Linked DNA regions of Gossypium arboreum: region 2 is linked to region 1. A link is a contact called in public Hi-C data. All regions are on one chromosome and are shown on one strand. The core of a region is the stretch at or near the end of the contact, and the rest is flanking DNA. Distances in the headings are between cores, read along the strand shown.

Evidence for each region. Hi-C and Micro-C count contacts between places; a contact is called where the count stands out from the background.
Region 2: a contact with region 1 is called in a Hi-C map of leaf, with 2.7 times the contacts expected there. The contact joins the promoter of LOC108455652 here to the promoter of LOC108460718 in region 1. A contact is called at or near these places in 2 of 5 Hi-C or Micro-C datasets (both in leaf).

What each region holds. Positions count from the first base shown.
Region 1 is chr4:93,520,734-93,524,578 of ASM2569848v2, reverse strand. It overlaps LOC108460718 (threonine dehydratase biosynthetic, chloroplastic-like), which reads left to right and starts at 2,058. Exons shown (of 9, transcript XM_017760324.2): 1 at 2,058-2,824; 2 at 3,373-3,552; 3 at 3,635-3,845. The coding sequence starts at 2,363.
Region 2 is chr4:93,997,173-94,001,017 of ASM2569848v2, reverse strand. It overlaps LOC108455652 (cactin), which reads left to right and starts at 2,068. Exons shown (of 14, transcript XR_008281847.1): 1 at 2,068-2,557; 2 at 2,640-2,731; 3 at 2,987-3,086; 4 at 3,196-3,267; 5 at 3,384-3,446; 6 at 3,543-3,683.

The DNA.
Region 1 (3,845 bases), core at 809-3,308:
TCGATAAATGGTTGATGCTCGATAATTAATTAATATTTTAAATTATAATTTTCTTGTAAGTGTTTTTTATTTGTTCGTAGCACCTCATTACTCAGGTTCGATGACTGGACTAGGTAAGGGGTGTTGCAAATGTCTTGGTCCCAGGATTGGTGAAGGTATCGCTATTCCAAAGCCCTGACATCGTGATACCCTTGCTTGGTGAAGTTTTCACGTGATTTTGGACCTTCGACCCTAAACCTACAACACTCAAATGAAGTTTAGGGCACCAAATGACACAATTGAGTCTCAAAATAAGTAAAAAAGAGATAATTTCACTTATTAAATAAAAAACCTAAAAACTAACAAAAACTACGTAAATGACACTATTGTACTTGAAAAAAGTATATGAGGAAAGCCTAATTTGCCATATTAAATTACAACAGATCAATGAGAATAGCGGAGAAAATCGTTTGGTTGAAAGCCAAAAAACATCAAGGATTCGCTTATATAGAAACATATGTACGATTTCGGTCTAAGGTATTGCTATAAATATCACAAACCAAATCGATTTTCAAAATTTTAAATTTCTATTGTGCAAAAAAACCGTTCTCAAACCGGATTTTTCCAACAAGATTAACTTTATTAATTTATTTATTGTTCAAAATATGATCACCAACTTAAAATGGTTCATAAAATGGTAGGCACCAACTTAAAAATATGAATAAATTGAATTTTTAATTATTTATACCATTTTTACTAACTTAGATTATTTAACTAAGTTCGTGTCATGAATTATTAAATACCAATTCAGATGGAAAAATAAAATAAAAAATTAAAAGAATAAACTTTATTGTAAGAATATTTATATATTTAATATTTTTATAATTTATTTTTAAATTAAATAGCTTAAATTATAATTTAGTTTCACTTTGGATAAATTACGCTTTTGCTCATTGTTTTTTTTAAATTATATTAGATAATTTACTTTAAATATAACTTAATTATTATTCATATATTACCATTTATAAGTCTTTTTTAAATTAATCTTATTTTTATTATTTTTATAATAAAAATCTTTTTATTACTATCAATTACTTTTTCATAAATTAATTTATTTATTAGTATAAAATTTTATAATAAAACATTCCAAATTTTTTTATTTATTTTAACAATGACATCTTTATTTGTTATAATTATTTTAATATAATATTTTCAATCTTCGTAATAAAACATATATTTTATATACTAATCATCTGTATTATTAATTTTTTAAAATTAAAATTTTATTTCTTTTAAAATAATTATATTAATAAATCTGATTAATTTATGCGTCACTAAAGGTGTGCATGGGTAGACTCAGACAAAATTTTAGGCCCATTTTTAGGCCCGAGCTTGGCTTCGACTCAAATATGAGCCTAAAATTTGTGCAAGCCCGACTTAAAATAAAATTGTTAAGTCTCGAGCTTGCCCGGTCCGCCCGACCCATATTAATTTTTTACCTTATTTCATTATATAAAAAAATTAAAATATAATAAATCAAATACATTTAAAAATATAAAACAAATATTAAAATAATAAACAAATAAAAAGTGAGACTAAAATAATTTTAAAAACAATACATAAATTGAAAATATAATAAAAAGTGGTTATATTAAAATTGAAAATAAAATGTAAATAATATTAAAATAATATATATATATTTAGTATATAATTCGGGCGGTCGGTAGGGCAAAAAAGTTTTACCCAAAGCCCGGTCCTATTTCTAAACGGGCCTCATTTTTTTGCTCAAACTATATTTCGGGCCTATATTTTTATCCGAATCCTCCTATTTTTCGAGCGGACCTTCGGGCTTGGCCGGATAACTTGACCCATGCATACCTCTATGCATCACACAAATATGCAAACTTATTATATATATTCAAACGGATCACATGATCTAAAATAAAATTAATAGAATTGTGTTGGTTAATTTTAATTTTTTTGTTAAAATAAAAACAAATTCCAACAGCAAATTACTTCAAAGCTGACCTAATAAAAAAAAGTTTAAAGCTTACCTAAAATAAGATGAAGCTAACTCCATATTTGTTTCCACGTAGCCCGTCTCTGGTTTGATGTTTCATTTAGAGGTCACCCGCAGTGAAGCGAAATCTCGTCCCATAAAGTGACAGCCTTTCGTCACCGAAACTACGTGGCGTTAATTTACAGGCTCCGTTTCTTCAACTCTAAAATTGCGCCAAAACGGAAGAGAGTACCCCACTCCAATTTTCTTCTTTCGGCCTATAAAAGGTACAAAATCCCTCCAAAGGGCAAAGCCGCCTCAACGCCTCACAAACACATCACGGTTTTATTACATAAAAGAAAAAGGAAGAAGAAAAAGGAACTGATGGAGGGTCTCCGCCTCGCGCCACCTCAACCGACGCTACTCCACCGCACAGAGACCGTGCTACGTACATCATTCATTGGGCCACACTTTACAAAGAAATGTATCGCCCATCGGATCAGAGTCTCTGTGTCAAAACCGACGGCTGAGGTCTCTTCCCCGACCCTTACTTCTAGCGAAGACACTGTCGCTTCGTCTCCGTCGCAAGGTTTCGTGGTGGCGCCTTCCGAGCGGCCGAGGGTGTCTGCCAATTCCCTGCAATATCCCTCAGGGTACTTAGGTGCGATTCCAGAACGTTCAGTGGACGAAGGAAACGGCGACGTGAAGAATGCGATGGAATGCTTAACGAATATATTGTCGTCCAAAGTTTATGATGTGGCGATAGAGTCGCCGTTACAATTGGCGACTAAGTTGTCTGAACGATTGGGTAATCAAGTTTGGCTCAAGAGAGAAGATTTGCAGCCGGTAAGAAAACTTTCCGTTTTTAAAAAATGGAACCTTTTTGTGCATTATTTAATGATTCCAACGTTCCTTTTTCTTTTAAATTTTGCACTCTTTTTGAAGTTGTAGTTTTTTGTTCTGCATTACATTTATTGAAATGTGATAGACTTCCTTGTCTTTATGGCTTTTGGTTTTTCATTTATAATGATATTTGTTTCTATGATTAATGGTGGTGGTGTCGGGAGATTGGGACATCTTATATTCTATGATTTTGCTTTTACTTATTTAAACCTTAGCGGAGTCTTTATTTCATCTTGGATTAGCGCTTTCTGTTTTTTAATTTATGTGCCCTCAGATACTTAGTGTTATGAGTAAGCATTCACATTTTGTTAGTTGAATTTTAGTTCTATCGTGGAGTGGAGTATGTTAATAACTTGCCAAAATGGAAACACTTTACTTTCTAGTTCATCGTATTTGAAATAGAGACCTGAGTACCTGACTTGTTTTTTTGCAGTTCCTTATTTTCCATATTATGATAAAGTGCTTACTTGTTTGATGTTCGGTATTTTCAGGTATTCTCTTTTAAGCTTCGTGGAGCTTATAATATGATGGCTAAGCTTACGAAGGAGCAGTTAGAAAAAGGGGTTATTTGCTCATCAGCAGGCAATCATGCCCAAGGGGTTGCATTGGCTGCCAAGAAGCTTGGTTGCAATGCTGTTATCGCTATGCCTGTCACAACTCCTGAAATTAAGGTATTTCTTTGTGAAATTTCTCGTATCAAATGTGCCGTCTGTAGGATTTTTTAATTTGAATGGTGGGTTTCTTTTTTTGCAGTGGCAATCTGTTGAGAGGTTGGGTGCAACTGTTGTTCTCGTTGGAGATTCTTATGATGAGGCACAAGCATATGCTAAAAAGCGGGCTAAAGAGGGAAGTCGTACCTTTATACCCCCTTTTGATCATCCAGACGTTATCATGGGACAAGGTACTGTTGGAATGGAGATTGTGCGCCAAATGCAAGGCCCATTGCATGCAATCTTTGTTCCTG
Region 2 (3,845 bases), core at 819-3,318, 480 kb before region 1:
TTCAATATTTCCATTTCTATTTCTCCTGTTAATCCTGTTGAATTTTTTGGAAATCTCGATGGATAGCCCAATTACCGTTAAGTTATACAAGTGATCATCTCTAGTACACACTCCCGTAAACCTTATATCTTACTGCGAGATTACCAGTCCAGGCTAAATCCCCCGTAGTATTAACTCATAGAGCAATGTCGTGATTACCGGTCTAGGCTAAATCCCTTTCTACAACAATTGCTCTCAGAAGCTCGGGTCTGAATTGCCAGTCCAGGCTGAATTCAGTCCTTAATCGGATTACCTATCCGGGCTAAATCCTTAATGCACCCATGTTCTTCGGGAGGCTCGATCACTCAAGGAACACCCATCTGGGCTAGATCCTTTCTATTTTGAGATTGTCGGATTACCCGTCTGAGCTAAATCCTTTTCTGCAACTAATGCAGGATCTCATGTCATGTAAGTCATAATTTATCCATCGGATTTCCTTTTCTATTTCAACCGGGACATTTATCATTTTTCCTTTACACAAGCATATTCATAATTATCATGCAATGAATATCTAAATTTTCATACATTCAAGAACACACATGTTTAAGTATATTAAGAGTTTACTTCGGGTTATACGAACTTACCTGGTAATGGCTTCAGTTTCGTATTTCAGTTACTCCGAAACCTTTCGTTTTCCACGGTCGACCTTTGGAATTGTTTCCTCAGGGTCTATATCAATAAAATTAGATTATTAATACATCACATTATTCATTTTAGGCCTAAAACTCACCCCTCGAGCAAAATGACCATTTTGCCCCTAACCTTTCACAATATTTACAATTTAGTCCTAAGTCTCGTATAATGAAATTCATGTAATTCCTTGGCTACCCAAGCCTGGCCGAATGCATTATAAGCTCATACTAGCCCACATTTTCCTCTATTTCACATTTCTACCCCACATTTTATGCCTTTTTCATTTAGGTCCCTTTTTGGTGTTTTCATGAAAAATCACCTAGCAAAAGATGTTTACCTAACAACTAACTTTCATAACCCTCCATAAATCATCAAAGAACAACCATCTCATGCATGGGTCAAATTTCTAACATGAACCCTAGCTTGAAATATGGGTAGAAATGGATAAAGCATGTTACGAGGGTTTCAAAAATACGAAGAACATTAAAAACGGGGCTAGGGAACACTTACTATTGAGCTTGAAATGTTGGAAAACCCTAGCTATGGAGACTCCTTCAAAGTCAGCAGTATGGAGAAGAAAATGAGTGAATTTTTGCTTGATTTTCCCTTTTTATTTCATTAATTAACCAAATGACCAAAATGACCTTCCTTACTAACCTTTCCAAATTTTCCATACATGTCCATTTTTGTCCAAAAACTTAGAAATTGGGAAAATTACTCTTTAAGGACCTCTAATTAATATTCCAAAGCAATTTCATACAAATTGCTTCTAGAATCCAAGTTTTGCAATTTATTTAATTTGGTCATTAATTTCCAATTAGACACCTTACACATAGAATTTCTTCATGAAACTTTAACACATGCTTATTTTCACATCCTAGACCTCATAATGATCACAAAATAATTATTCTAATGTCAGATTTATGGTCCCGAAATCACTATTCTGACTAGGCCCTAATTCGAGACGTTACGATATAATTTAGTTATTATTTAAACCTATCCAAGTCACACTCAATAAAAATACCAAAAATCTATTTCTTTTACAAAATAGCAAATATTATTATGATGATATTTTTACTTTTAAAAAAATATTTTCATATAAAATCTAAAAATATACATACATATAATAAGATTTAAACTTAATATCTTAATTTTAACACTTCCTTATTTCAACTAAAGTTTTATTTAGATTTTATACTAAATTTTTATTGTTTTTAAAAACAGAGTGGACCAATCGGTTGTATTGAAACATTGATTCGAGAGAGGTAAAAAATCGATGAATAGATAAGAAGTGATAAATTATGTTAAAAAACAAATTGGACCAACAATTCAACATAATTTTATAATTTTTTAAATATTTTAATAATTTATTTGATTTGGACCGATAAACCCATAAAAGTAATTGGATTAGTAACAGTTGGTTTGAGCAGTCTGCGTCCAAAAGGAAATGGCAAATTTCATAAACATGAAGGTTAAGTTTTTAAAGTCGGTTAAACCCGACCCAGGGCGGGATCCAAAATTTATCTTAATAGCTGGAGGTTGGTCTGCAAATCAAAAACCCTATCCTGTCATGGCAGGAAGTAGTCGAAGCAAAAGAAGATCTTACGACGATTCGGCTTCCGAGTCTGAATCAGGCGAAACCGACAGCGGAGATTCTTCTCCTGACAGAAGATCCCGCAAACGCAGCAAGGATAGAAGCCGTCGCAGTAAAAGCAAAAGCAGCCGCCATAGCCGTAGCCGGAGCCGTCGCGGTCGTGATTCCGAAGAGGATTCCGGTGATGATAGCGATGGAAGCGATCGAGGGCGTAGTAAGAAGAAGAGATCTTCTAGAAACATCACGGAAGAGGAAATTGCTGAGTATATGGCAAAGAAAGCACAAAAGAAGGTTTTTTTTTTGGCTTTCCTTCGATTATTTCGAATATTTTGGATTTCTTTTTTGTGAATTAATAGTTCAATATTTTAATTAGGCAACGCGAGCTGCGAAGAAATTGAAAGCACAAACAGTATCGGGTTATTCAAATGATTCAAATCCTTTTGGCGATTCGAATCTCAACGAGAAGTAAGTTTCTTTTCTCAACTTTTTTCTTTTTCTTATGGATGACTTACTGTTAAAAGATTAGAGTGTTCGAACCTGGAAAATTATAAGAAACTCAAAATTTACAGAGTAATCGTCGCAATTAAAGTTCTTGCTCAATCTTTTATCAGGCACTTATAGATAATATCTTCTGGGATTGAATGCTTCACTAATCCAGTGACTGAATTTGTGTGATAAATAATAATATCTAATACAAATGGGATTGTATGTGGTCTTTAGATTTGTTTGGCGGAAGAAAATCGAGCGTGATGTTGCCCAAGGGGTGCCATTGGACACGTTTTCAGTGAAAGCTGAGAAGAAGAGACAAAAAGAGAGAATGGTGAGGTGGTATAGGTTAAGGTTATTTTTGTGTATTATTAATCATATAATATCTGAATTTGGAATGAAATCCATTGTTTCATGAATGCTTATACAAATTCACATTGCAGGCTGAGATTGAAAAAGTTAAAAAGAGAAGGGAGGAAAGGGCACTTGAGAAAGCACAACATGAGGAAGAAATGGTAAAGTTTGGTTTCTTGAAAAGCATGGTTGTGACCTATTGCAAAATTAAACTTTATCTGGGGCTTCCTTGGTTGATATTAAATGTTTTTTGGTTTATTAATCTCTGTTCCCGCAGGCTTTGCTAGCTAGAGAACGTGCTAGAGCTGAGTTTGACGATTGGGAGAAGAAGGAGGAGGAGGTATGGTGCTGTGTTCTTTTTTTTTTTTTTTTTGTTGATACTTTTTTTTTCTGTTCCCTTATAGTTGGTTAGGATAGTAACATGTGCTATCTACAGTTCCATTTTGATCAAAGCAAAGTCAGATCAGAGATTAGATTGCGTGAAGGCCGTACAAAGCCTATTGATATTTTGTCCAAGCATCTGAATGGCTCTGATGATATGGATATAGAGCTAAATGAACCATACATGGTTTTCAAGGTATATCTCCATCTGTTGTTGTTTCTCTTGTACTTGACACCTTAGAATGCCTCTAGCTTTCAATTTTGATCATTTTAAATATTGTTTTATTGAAGAACAGTTTGCTAAATATAGTTAGATTATGAGATTTTTCTTTTGTTGGTCATATTATAGTTTCATGTT